Regions from separate parts of the Mus musculus genome. Here region 1 is linked to region 2. A link is a contact called in public HiChIP or PLAC-seq data. All regions are on one chromosome and are shown on one strand. The core of a region is the stretch at or near the end of the contact, and the rest is flanking DNA. Distances in the headings are between cores, read along the strand shown. Region 1 holds the start of Fam180a (family with sequence similarity 180, member A). Region 2 overlaps Slc13a4 (solute carrier family 13 (sodium/sulfate symporters), member 4).

What was found. HiChIP or PLAC-seq counts read pairs in DNA pulled down with a chosen protein or histone mark.
Region 1: a contact with region 2 is called in an H3K27ac HiChIP or PLAC-seq map of embryonic stem cells, with 6 read pairs. The contact joins the promoter of Fam180a here to the enhancer-like site in region 2. A contact is called at or near these places in 6 of 39 promoter capture datasets (the 3T3-L1 cell line, embryonic stem cells, macrophages and 2 more), 2 of 15 datasets of contacts at CTCF or cohesin (the NIH/3T3 cell line and pro-B cells), 22 of 484 Hi-C or Micro-C datasets (the AML12 cell line, the C2C12 cell line, the G1E-ER4 cell line and 13 more), 3 of 115 datasets of contacts at active chromatin or transcription factors (embryonic stem cells, heart atrium and pancreatic cancer cells) and 3 of 9 other capture datasets (adipose tissue, embryonic stem cells and pancreatic islet).

What each region holds. Positions count from the first base shown.
Region 1 is chr6:35,324,372-35,329,449 of GRCm38.p6, forward strand. It overlaps Fam180a (family with sequence similarity 180, member A), which reads right to left and starts at 1,770. Exons shown (of 3, transcript NM_173375.2): 1 at 1,468-1,770. The coding sequence starts at 1,543.
Region 2 is chr6:35,285,205-35,290,486 of GRCm38.p6, forward strand. It overlaps Slc13a4 (solute carrier family 13 (sodium/sulfate symporters), member 4), which reads right to left. Exons shown (of 16, transcript NM_172892.3): 3 at 4,590-4,726; 4 at 2,550-2,713; 5 at 2,143-2,197. Among named protein-coding and RNA genes, the nearest start is that of Slc13a4, 20 kb to the right of the region's middle. Within about 2 kb of position 3,392, at least 99 of the 459 cell types and tissues checked have an H3K27ac peak or open chromatin away from gene starts, as enhancers often do. A contact at or near this core is called in Sertoli cells, adipose tissue, embryonic stem cells and 4 more, where this site is marked.

The DNA.
Region 1 (5,078 bases), core at 520-3,019, 38 kb after region 2:
TGCTAGGATGCTACTTGCTAACAACATCCAGAGAAGCTAGGAACCTGCCAGAGATCACGCAGGTGGCTTGTTAGAGAAAGCACTGCAGTCTCTGAGTCCTTGCAGGGGTGTTTACGAGCCTTCTTGAACGCCCAGTGCCCTCTTGGCTTCCTGACAGCTGGAGCCTTAAGAAGAGAACATGCCGTTGTCTCCTTTGGCAAATTAAGTTGTGCTCCTAGTGCGATGAACGTAAGTGACAGAATCCATTTCTAAGACCTCTCTGCTTTCCACCCCGAAGTGCTGCCCTTAAAGACAGCACAATGGCAGGTAGGCATGTGTGTGTGTGCATGCGTGTGTGTGTGTGTGTGTGTGTGTGTGTGTGAATGTGTGTGAAATGTCTGCATTGTGTGTTGTTTGCACCTCAGCAACACTTATGTCCCAGCCAGTCCCTAAGATCAGGCTTAAGCACAAGGAGGATTAATAAGGGCTTCGAGCCCCTCTCTTCCATTGCAAGTGCTTCTCCTCTGCCGCTCAGGCCTCCCTTTCCCTCCCTGACATAGTCCCTGAGAAGGAGGGGTTCATTCATGTCCCCATACCAATCCTCATGCCCTTAGGGGTCTCTATAAAGAGCGTCTGGATTGACTTGAGGGAACGCTGGATTTCTAGGTCTTTCTGGGGACGTGAACTCATTTGAATGTAGGCAGCGGGAAGATTTCTCCTCAGACTGGCATGGAGTGGATAACACCCCCCAGCTCTTCATTTCCTGATAGTAATAAACTAGCTGGCCTGATATGTCCCCGGTGACTGCCAAGTGCAGCCAGACCAGAGTAAAGATGCCACCTTTGTTCTCAGAAGCGGCATCTGAGAGAGAAGATATCAATCAGCATGAGAGTAAAGCTTTTGCACACACCGGTTTCTTTCCATGGAGGCTTGATGTGAATGACAGGGGCCAAGCACACTGGGTGGATGCCCTAAATGTTCTTTTTTTTTTCCCCTCTCACTCACCACCACACAGCTCTACCTGGCTGCCAAAATGCACACCCATAGCATCCTGGAGACCTCATTCTTAGCCAGTGTGGCCAAGAACTCTCTGCGTTAGTCCCAGTGGCCACCATTCCATCACACAGGCAGCTGAGTTTGATACCTTCTCTCGGGGGGTCTGTCCCAGCAGCAGCAGGCAGGGATCTGCAGAGAACCCTTACCCATCCTCCGAAACACCCAAGAGTTCTTTCTGGCTCACCAGCAGGAGCAACCCGATGGCTTCTCAACCTCCATCGGGCTCCCAAATTGGCTGCTTCGATGCTCTTCCACCGGGTATTTCCTATCACCTTTTACCAAGAGGGACCATAGAGCACTGGCAAAGTTGGCGTATGAAGCAGGCACGGGGCTTTTAATTCCTTCCTCCCTCTAACTCTACTCCACTGCCACAATTCTATTCAAGAAAGATGAATGAGCACCAGAGAAACACAAGAATTCAAAACAACTCACCCCTGCTCCACCTGCAGGACGCAGTGGCCTGGGTGCTGGAGAATACCAGCAGAATCGTCAGCGCCTTCCAGGACATCTTCCAGGAGGGAGACAAGCTGACCTTCTATTCCTGCGGGACCCCAGGGGCTGCAGGTGGACCCCTGCTCTTCTCAGCGAGAGGACAGAGTTCTTACTGCCCTTTCTTGTCTATAAGGAAAGCAAGGGCCTCTCCCTGGCTCCACAGGATGGAGGCGGATGCAGCCTCTTGGGTGGGACAGAAGTTGGTACCTCTCTTAACCTAACTCTCTCTGGGATTAGGGGACCAGGCTTCCACACAGAGGCTCTGTTTTTGAGCACATCTGGAGTGACTCACGGGGCATGTGATCTCTTTGGCAGTGGGCTGGATAAATATAATTTCTGTACTTGAGTTCCATGTGTTGGATGCGCCCACTGGAATTTTTCTTTAACAAACAGACCCGCGGAACTTGTTAGAGAGCCCGGCGAGAAGTTGGCTGTTTTCCCTGTCCACACATACTACTTCAGAGCCAGGACTGCGGGCTGGAGGAAGAGCTGGGAGGTTGCCTGGCAGACGGTGGGGCTGGTGGAGCTCAGAGTTGCCTGTAGGACAGCACAGTCATTGTGGTACTAGGGTGGGGTGTTCCTGCTATCGTTCCCTGGAGCTAGACTTGTGGGTCTTGGGGTCTGGCGCCTTTCCTAGCTTCTGGGTAGGTGGGGCATTGGTAGGTTGTGAGGAGCAGAGTGGGCAGGTGGCCTTGGAGAATAGGTATTGCTTTTGGGAACCTTGTGAGTCTATGCAGGAGGCTGGGAAGCTGAGCTCCTGTTCACATCCATGATCCATTGGGTGCTTTCCACAGAGTTTTTAAAGAGAAGAGGTCTAATTAGCATATTCTTCTTGAGGGTCAAGAGCATGACACTGGCTTCTTGCACAGTTCTGACTAAGATCTGATGGCAGAAGACACCTCAGTGGGAATGTTTGCAGGGAAGAGATTTCATGCTGATCTAGGAAGCCTTCGGGGGTCAGGTTTTCTCTGTTTGCAAAAACCTTTCAAGGTAACTAACCAGGGTCCCCAAAGAACTACATTAACCCCTTCCAGGGACAATGCCCCAATGAGCTAGTTACTTTGCACCAAGCCCTGCTCTCTATCGAGAGGGTTCTATATACTTTTTCACCCTATTATACTGGGGACCAAGCAGCTTGCAACCTGACCCTTGGGGCCACTGAACCTCTCTGTACTGTGCCCAGATCAGCGACCAAATCCTTTTATGTCTAGCAGAATGGCAGTATTTTCCCATCATCATTTAAAAAGTACTGGGAGACGGCTCAGTTGTTAAAGAGCTTGCTGTGTGAGCGTGATCCCCAGTACTCAGGAAGTAACCAGCACAGCAGCATCTGTTTGTAATCTCAGTCCTCAGCTGGGGAGGCAGAGACAGGAGGATCCCCAGGCCTGCCGACCGGACTCGCTACATGAATTGGTTAAATTTCAGGTTTGTACGGTGGAGCAGGATTAAGGAAGACACCTGACATCGCTCTCACATGCATGCACAGGCAATGCTCACTCGCTCCCCAGACATGTACAGGCATACACACATAGAAGCACAGTTGTAGGCATGCTATGTCTCTAATTATGTGCCCCCTTCCCTTACCTCTAGAGGAGACTATGAAAGCTTGGAGAACTTTGAAGAATCTCTTACTGTTACGGCTTTCTAGCCTGTGGAGACAGTGGTCAGGATAAGTGGACTACCAGAGTGGACACCATGCGGTCCCTTATACTTCCATTGGAGCTCCCTGCTAATCAGAGAAAGCCACTGATGTCACTAATATAGATAATGGCCCTCGGGTGTTTAGCATGTTTCAGGTTTAGTGTTAGACTCATCACCTGTGTTAACTGGTCAAAGTTTACAATGAGGAGGTCAGTATGGAGCAGTGCTCCCTGCAGACGTATGTGGTTACAAATTCTAGAAACCCCCTTAAAATAAAAGAAACAGGTGTAGTTACATCTCATTGTACTTAATTTACCATATTCGAAATATCATTTCTACAATCAGTAAGTGCTAACAAGACATATCACACACACACACACACACACACACACACACACACACACACACACACCATACAAAAGTCTTTGACGTCTTAAATGTGTCTCATATCACACTTTCTTCTTTTGGGAGTTGTTGCATTTAATGGTTGATAAAAGTCCTAAGAGGCAGGGGTGAAAGACTAATTCCATTAATGACTATTTTCACGGCTCATGCGTAGTTCTTGCCACCCCTCTTCACCCCTGAATATTCCGGGTCTGAGAAACCACACACGCAATGCACACAAATCGAAGCTTCTAACACTCACTGTAAGCAGGAAGTGGCCCCATTGTGTTACTACTTGTTTAGAAAATTGAAATTAAAGTTTAAAAGTAAAGGCCTCCAGTCTCAGATCACGACAAAACTTTTGTACACGTATAAACATCTTATAGACAATGCACAAGCGAGGACCACGGCTACTCCCCATTCAAAGGAGACCACATTTCCCACACAGTGCAGGTGGCTCAAAGAGCAATCTGCTTGCTAATTGAGTTCTACCTGGCTGTGCTGCTGTCTTCAGACACATCGCTGTTTCAGATATCAGTTTCAGGAACCTTTCGGTTCCAAATAATAAACAGTTTATTATTTTTCTTTGTTGAATTAGAAACTCAAGCCAAACCCTCTTGTAAGTTTAACACCTCCTAAAGGATGATGGCAAGACTTTAAGGGAAGCCTGGCTGCAGTAGAGCAGAAACCAGGCTGTGTGCAGTCTGCGACATGTGATTGTATCCTCAATATCAGTCAACCAAGATGAAGCTCTCTGTAGTGTGGGGTGGCCAGTGACCACCGGATCAGGCAGTGCAGGGCTGGAAGCCAGGCAAAGCTCAGGGGCAGGCTGCCTGCTCTTGTTATTCTGACAGCTACTAGCTGTGAAGTCTTAGTGTGGTTCCTCCACCCAACCTTTGCCTCCATTTCCCTCTCTGCAGAACGAGGAGACAGGTAGTTTCCTTTCTGAAGAATGCTATTAGGAATGGAATTAATATGTGTAAGAGCTGAGACCAATACCTGCTACAGACTCTGTATTCAGCGCATAGACACTATAGACACAATAAGAAACAGGCTCAGAGGGGTCAAAAAAATCTACCGAAGGTCACTCTGTTAGGAGACCTGGGGCTTCAGCCTGAGCCTATGAGATTATGCATGCAAAATGACTCCTCTAACCGGCCTCACAGCCTTCTGTTTCTAGAACCCTTAAATAGAGGGTTGGTTAATCCGTTCTCAGGGACTGGGGAGAAAACCTAGTTTGCCTGCCAATTTCTCTGATGAACATACTCCCACTAAGGCTGACCTGAAGCTACTAAGTGGTTTAGAAAGCAGCTTTCAAGTTTCTGAAATTCTAACAATGGGCTCTTGGGCATCCTGCATGGTAGGAGCTGACCCAGCACACGATTGCATCTTATGAAGTTAGTTCTCCTGGCTCTGATACTAGCCGGCTTCTGGTGTCATGCTTGCTCATAGAACTTATTTTATAAATCTAAAGGATTGTCCAAAGGACCTTGAGAGAATAGGGCTTCCTTGGATGTTTGCTGATT
Region 2 (5,282 bases), core at 2,142-4,641:
CCTCAGAGAGGGGGCAGTCAGCTGTATGCACTGAATCTTTCCTACATCTGAGGCTTCCTCAGTCTTTTCCTTGGAGGAAGAGGGGACTGAATCAGAGCCCCTGACATACTGAGTTTTCAGTAGCTGTATATGATCCATCTCAGTTGCATGGACTGTGAGCCTAGCAGCTGAAGGCAGATGACATGCTGGACACTCACACACAGGACAGAAGACCCTGTAATCATCAGCATGTCCAGGCTGCATCGGTGGGAGCTGAAGGAGGGTTCCAGAAAAGTGTTCTTTGGAGAATGTGCTGTCATGATTTGCCTAGACTGGCTGAAGAGGGGAAGCTAGGACCACTTCAGAAGGCAGTCCTGGGAGGTACTGGTCACAAGGAAGATGACTAAATACCCTGGCTCCCATCAGCACAGAGGATTCTGAGATGTCTAAGAACAGGTGAGCTTTTGTTTTAGACTTTTGTTACTGATACGGTGTAGCCAGAAAGGTCAGAGAGGAGAGTGACTGTGGTCCTAAGAGCAGCCTTTACTTCCTGTGCTCTACAGAGCACAATCTCCTCAGGGAGTGGACACACAGGAGAAACCAGGACTGGAGCCATTGTCAAAGCACTGCCCAGAAAACAGTGACCCCAGGAAACAAAGAGGGCTAGACCATCAGAACACTGGGAAGGACCGAGATACATGGTCGTCCAAGAGCCAACAGCCATCAGGCCTGGGTGGCAAAGAGGTCACCTTGAACCCTGAAGCAGGGTGCTCACAAGTGACAGAGCTCGGGCCTGGGTCTCAGACAAGAGTCTACCCTTTGGTCTTTTCTGTTCCCTATGTTCACCCCAACCCTGGAGACTGCAGAAGCAGCAGAGTGAGGGGACAGTAGACAAGGGACAGGAGGAGCTGGGGCAGGGGACAACGAAAGGTCAGTTCCTACCCCCACCAACTCTCATCTCTTCTTCTGCAGGCTTGGGTCCAGAGGGAACCGCTGTGGACCCACAGAAAGGGGACAAGCTTTGGAAACAGCAAAGTTTTGATATGAACCTGGGCTAGCCTGTTGGGGATCCGAAAGTGAGATCACTGTGCCTCTCCGAAGGGGCCAGAAAAGCTGTGGTATCTGAGATACCAAGAAAGGCAGAGGGCAGCAAGAACAGGGTGACCATGGAAGACAGTGGGAAGACGAAGAAGATGATGATGTTTCTGGCTGGGTCCTCTCCATGTCTGTCCCTCTCTGCGTCTGTCCCTCTCTGTGTCTGTCCAGCTCTATAGGTTGAGTTCATTCGGTATGAGCTCTTATTCTTTTTTTTTTTTTGTATTTAAACGGGCAAATTATAAAGAACCATTGTGAAATACAACTTTGAAATGGGTTGTATTCGGGGCTGGAGAGATGGCTCAGTGGTTAAGAGCATTGTATTGCTCTTCCAAAGGTCCTGAGTTCAATTCCCAGCAACCACATGGTGGCTAACAACCATCCATAATGAGATCTAATGCCCTCTTCTGGTGTTTCTGAAGACAGCTACAGTGTACTTACATATAATAATAAATATATGGGCTGGAGCCAGCGGGGCCAGAGTGAGCAGAGGTCCTGAGTTCAATTCCTAGCAACCACGTGATAGCTCACAACCATCTGTACAGCTGCAGTGTACTCATATACATAAAATGAATAAATCTTTTAAAAAAATGGGTTGTATTCACCATGGAATACCCTTAAAGACCACGTATGTTTGTATGTATGTATGTATATATGTATATATGTACTCTGAAAAGAAGTCAGCTGTTGATGGACCCCACAGCATTTGAATGCTCAAGACCATGTTTCTCCTTTCCTAGCTTCAGCTTGCTAGAGCATCAAACAGCCTGTCAACAACTGTCCCCCAGTATTCTAACCGCATCAGTACAGATGTAGTTGTACTTGGCAGCCATAGGGCGGCTCCTACATCTACTTGGAATTAACGTGGGTCTTTGTATTCCTCCTTATTCCCAAGTGTTCTGGAATTAGGGGAGACCCCCTCAAGATCGTCAGAGGTAGATCCTATGGATGGGGACAAGATGGCGAGCTTGGCACATGCATCTAAAAGAGACGATTTGGTCTTATCTTTCCTGTCCTCTTTAATGGCCCCAAGAGGCTCCGTCTGGGAAGAGGGATGGTCATACTCACTCTTCATTGACAAAGATGAGTTCCATGGACGTCTGTCTGTTGTTTACATCAAGACCTAAAGTGGTAAAGAAACACAGGAAGTTAAAACTAAGGCTGCAGTGGACCCCGTATGTGGAAGGCCAGGGGCTCAGGGCAGGGGCAGAGGTGTGATGGCCTCTCCCCTTCTCTCTGCTCTGAAGGCATAGTGGGGCTGTAGATGCAGGCAGACACCGGAGTTTTGTAATAATGCTTGAGAAATTGGGACAAAGAGAAGGGGTGGAGGATGCCTGTGAGCAACGTAGGAAGAATGAGAATGGGCTAAGGGTAGCTTGGGTTGTGACTGCTGGCATGGCCAAGAGGCTCCAATGAAGATGGGCACCAGGCTGGGGGGAGGAGCAAAGGGGAGATGGGCCCCCAGTGAACTGTACCCATGAGCTCAGCCTCCTCAGTGCCGGCTGCCAGCTGTTCCTCCTCAGCGTTGATGAGCTCCTGCAGCACCGCCTCCACGATGGGCATCACCATGGCGGTGGTGGAGGTGTTGGAGAGCCACATGGACAGCATGGTGGTACAGCACATGAAACACAGCAGGAGCCTGGAGGGCAGGGACGGTTGGGCAGAGCGTTATCCTGATGAATTATGACCCTAATGAGCCCCCAGGTGCCATTCACCTCTAAACTCCCAGAACTTGGTGCGGGGTAACCCTTTATTTCAGCATTGGTCCAGCAAATGATTCCCAAGCCGTGGCTAGTGACCATGGCCAGGAAAAAAGCTTTTAAAGAAAGAAGGGCTAGCTTTGATAGAAAGGATCCAGGGTAGGGACTCAGAGGCTGTTCCCTTCTCTCTGTGTGGACGTTAGGTGGAGCTCTGTGGTGTGTCTCTTATGCATAAGGGGATCTTTTTCCCCTCCCCTGCAGCCAGCAAGTCTAGGGCACCCCATGCTCTGAGCAAGTCAGCACAGTAATTTGGGAGCAAACAGTCCTGGCACTTCGTTCTCCCACGACTTGTCCCAGTGCCAACTAGCTGCAAGGATGGCCACAAAGCCACAGTAGTCTCCCCTGTCCGTGTGTGCGTGTGTGTGTGTGTGTCTCCAGCTGGTCTCTGAAAGCGTCAAGCTTGGAGGAGCACAGAACAAAAATAACCTTCAAATGATTTCCCTTTGACTTGGAAGCACAGTGCAAACCGTGCCTGTGCAGACCTGGGGCTTGCTGCCTAGGAGAGGTGGAGACAAAGATGACTTGTTTATACTTCAGATGACTTTGCACAAAGGAGACAGCACATGTGTGGATTGTGCCCAAGCAGGGCTGAGTCCTGGCAGTGTTTTGTTTGAGCTGAGAGCAACATAGCTCTCATGTTTGGCACACCCACTGATAGCGCGCCATGATATCGAGCCATGCCGGCATGAACTTGCTGGGTAGTGTGGTAAATAGGGAAGAAGGCAAACCCAGACAGGTGGACATTCTTGTTGATAGGATAAAGATTTCCAGAGCTATGCAGGGGCTGGAGATGTGGCTCGGGGCTTGAGTGCTTGCTTAGGGCAAGGATGAGCGATTGCTTCATTCATTCTCTCCACCCCTCCCCCAGTACCACAAGGGAAACAAAACAAAAAACAGAACAGAGTCAAAGGAGCCACAAGGTCCCACTATGTTGGAAGCAATGCTCCTTGTGTGCCTTGGAAGCACAGAGTGGGCAGCCGGTTGCTGGGCCTGGGTGGCTTTAGCCATAATTAGCAAGGCTCTGCTTTGCAACCTGGGAGTCAGGGGCGGGCTTCAGAGTTCCAAGAACTCATTTGAAAGACTAATGCTGAAAACAGTGCTACATTGTTTCTAGTCTGCTCTTCCAGCGGGTGCAGCAGCTTGCATAGACGTAGGAGCCGGAGCCGTTAGGAGTGGAGAAAGGGAAGAGGAACAAAGGAGATCCTGTGCAGTGGGAGCAAGGCTCACACAAAACTGTCCACCCTGATGCCCTCACGAATGCTGTGAGGGTGAGGATGCCCCCTTGCTGGGTCTCTTGATGGCCGAGTGGAAGGAGAAAGAGGGAGCATGTGAGGCATTGAAGCAACACTCCCCCCACCCCCCTCAGCAACTTGGGTGGATGGGAAGAGATGTTCATGGCTTCTTAAATGACAATGGAAAAGCCACCCAATTCTTTGACCTATGTGCACTCTAACCCACAGGCAAAAAAAAAAAAAGAGAAACTGTTTCTGTTTGGTCCATTTTATGCTTTCTCACAAGGCCCTCAGGTGTTGCAAACCTGTCCTTGTGGTCCAGGTTGTGAAGAGAATTCCTTAGATTCAGGTGATAGTAACATCAGGGCTACCATTCAGATCTGTATTCTGTGGCTATCAGGATCACTCCTAGTTATTGGGATCTCTCTCACAGGTGCGGGAGGTGGGAGTCCATCATCCTGGTGTCACCTCCCACTTAGCAGAGGAACCACTGCCCCAGGACCCCACATGCCATGTGACTCACATGCCAGGCTTGGCTCCCGCCATCAAGACCATGCGCAGGGCGATGCGCTTGTGTAAATTCCACTTCTCCACAGCTGCTGCCACACAGATGACGCCCACCAACAGCAGCGTGGTGTTCTTGAAGTACTCAGCCGCCACCTGTAGGGGGGTCAGGAAGGCCAGTCACCACCTGGGAAGAGGCCATGGGCAGGACAGTGTGTTCTCAGAGGCAGAGGCTGATGAAGTAGAAGCAGTGAGGGGAGGCTTATTCAAATAACTGGGTAGTTCCTTATCTTCTTCAGCTCTGACATCAAACCCAGGGTCTCTCCCACGTTGGGCAAGCATTCTACTACTAGCTAGAATAGTTGGTTGTTTAAAAATACCAACTCTGCTAGGCAGTGGTGGCGCACACGTTTAACCCCAGTACTTGGGATGGAGAGGCAGGTGGATCTTCGACTTGGAGGCCAGCCTGGTCTACAGAATGAGTTAAAGGACATCCAGTACTATGCAGAGAAACCCTGACTCAAAAGCTAAGAACTAGACTTACTGCCACACTCAGTGGGATAGAAATTTTGAAGGTACTTTTACAATTTTTACTCCCCCTCCCCATTTCACTCAAATGAGAAAGAACCAATACATTAATAAAGAAAGAATAAACTTATATTTTTTGTCCTTCACTTTGATTAACCCTCCCTTCTCGTCCACATGTCTCCCT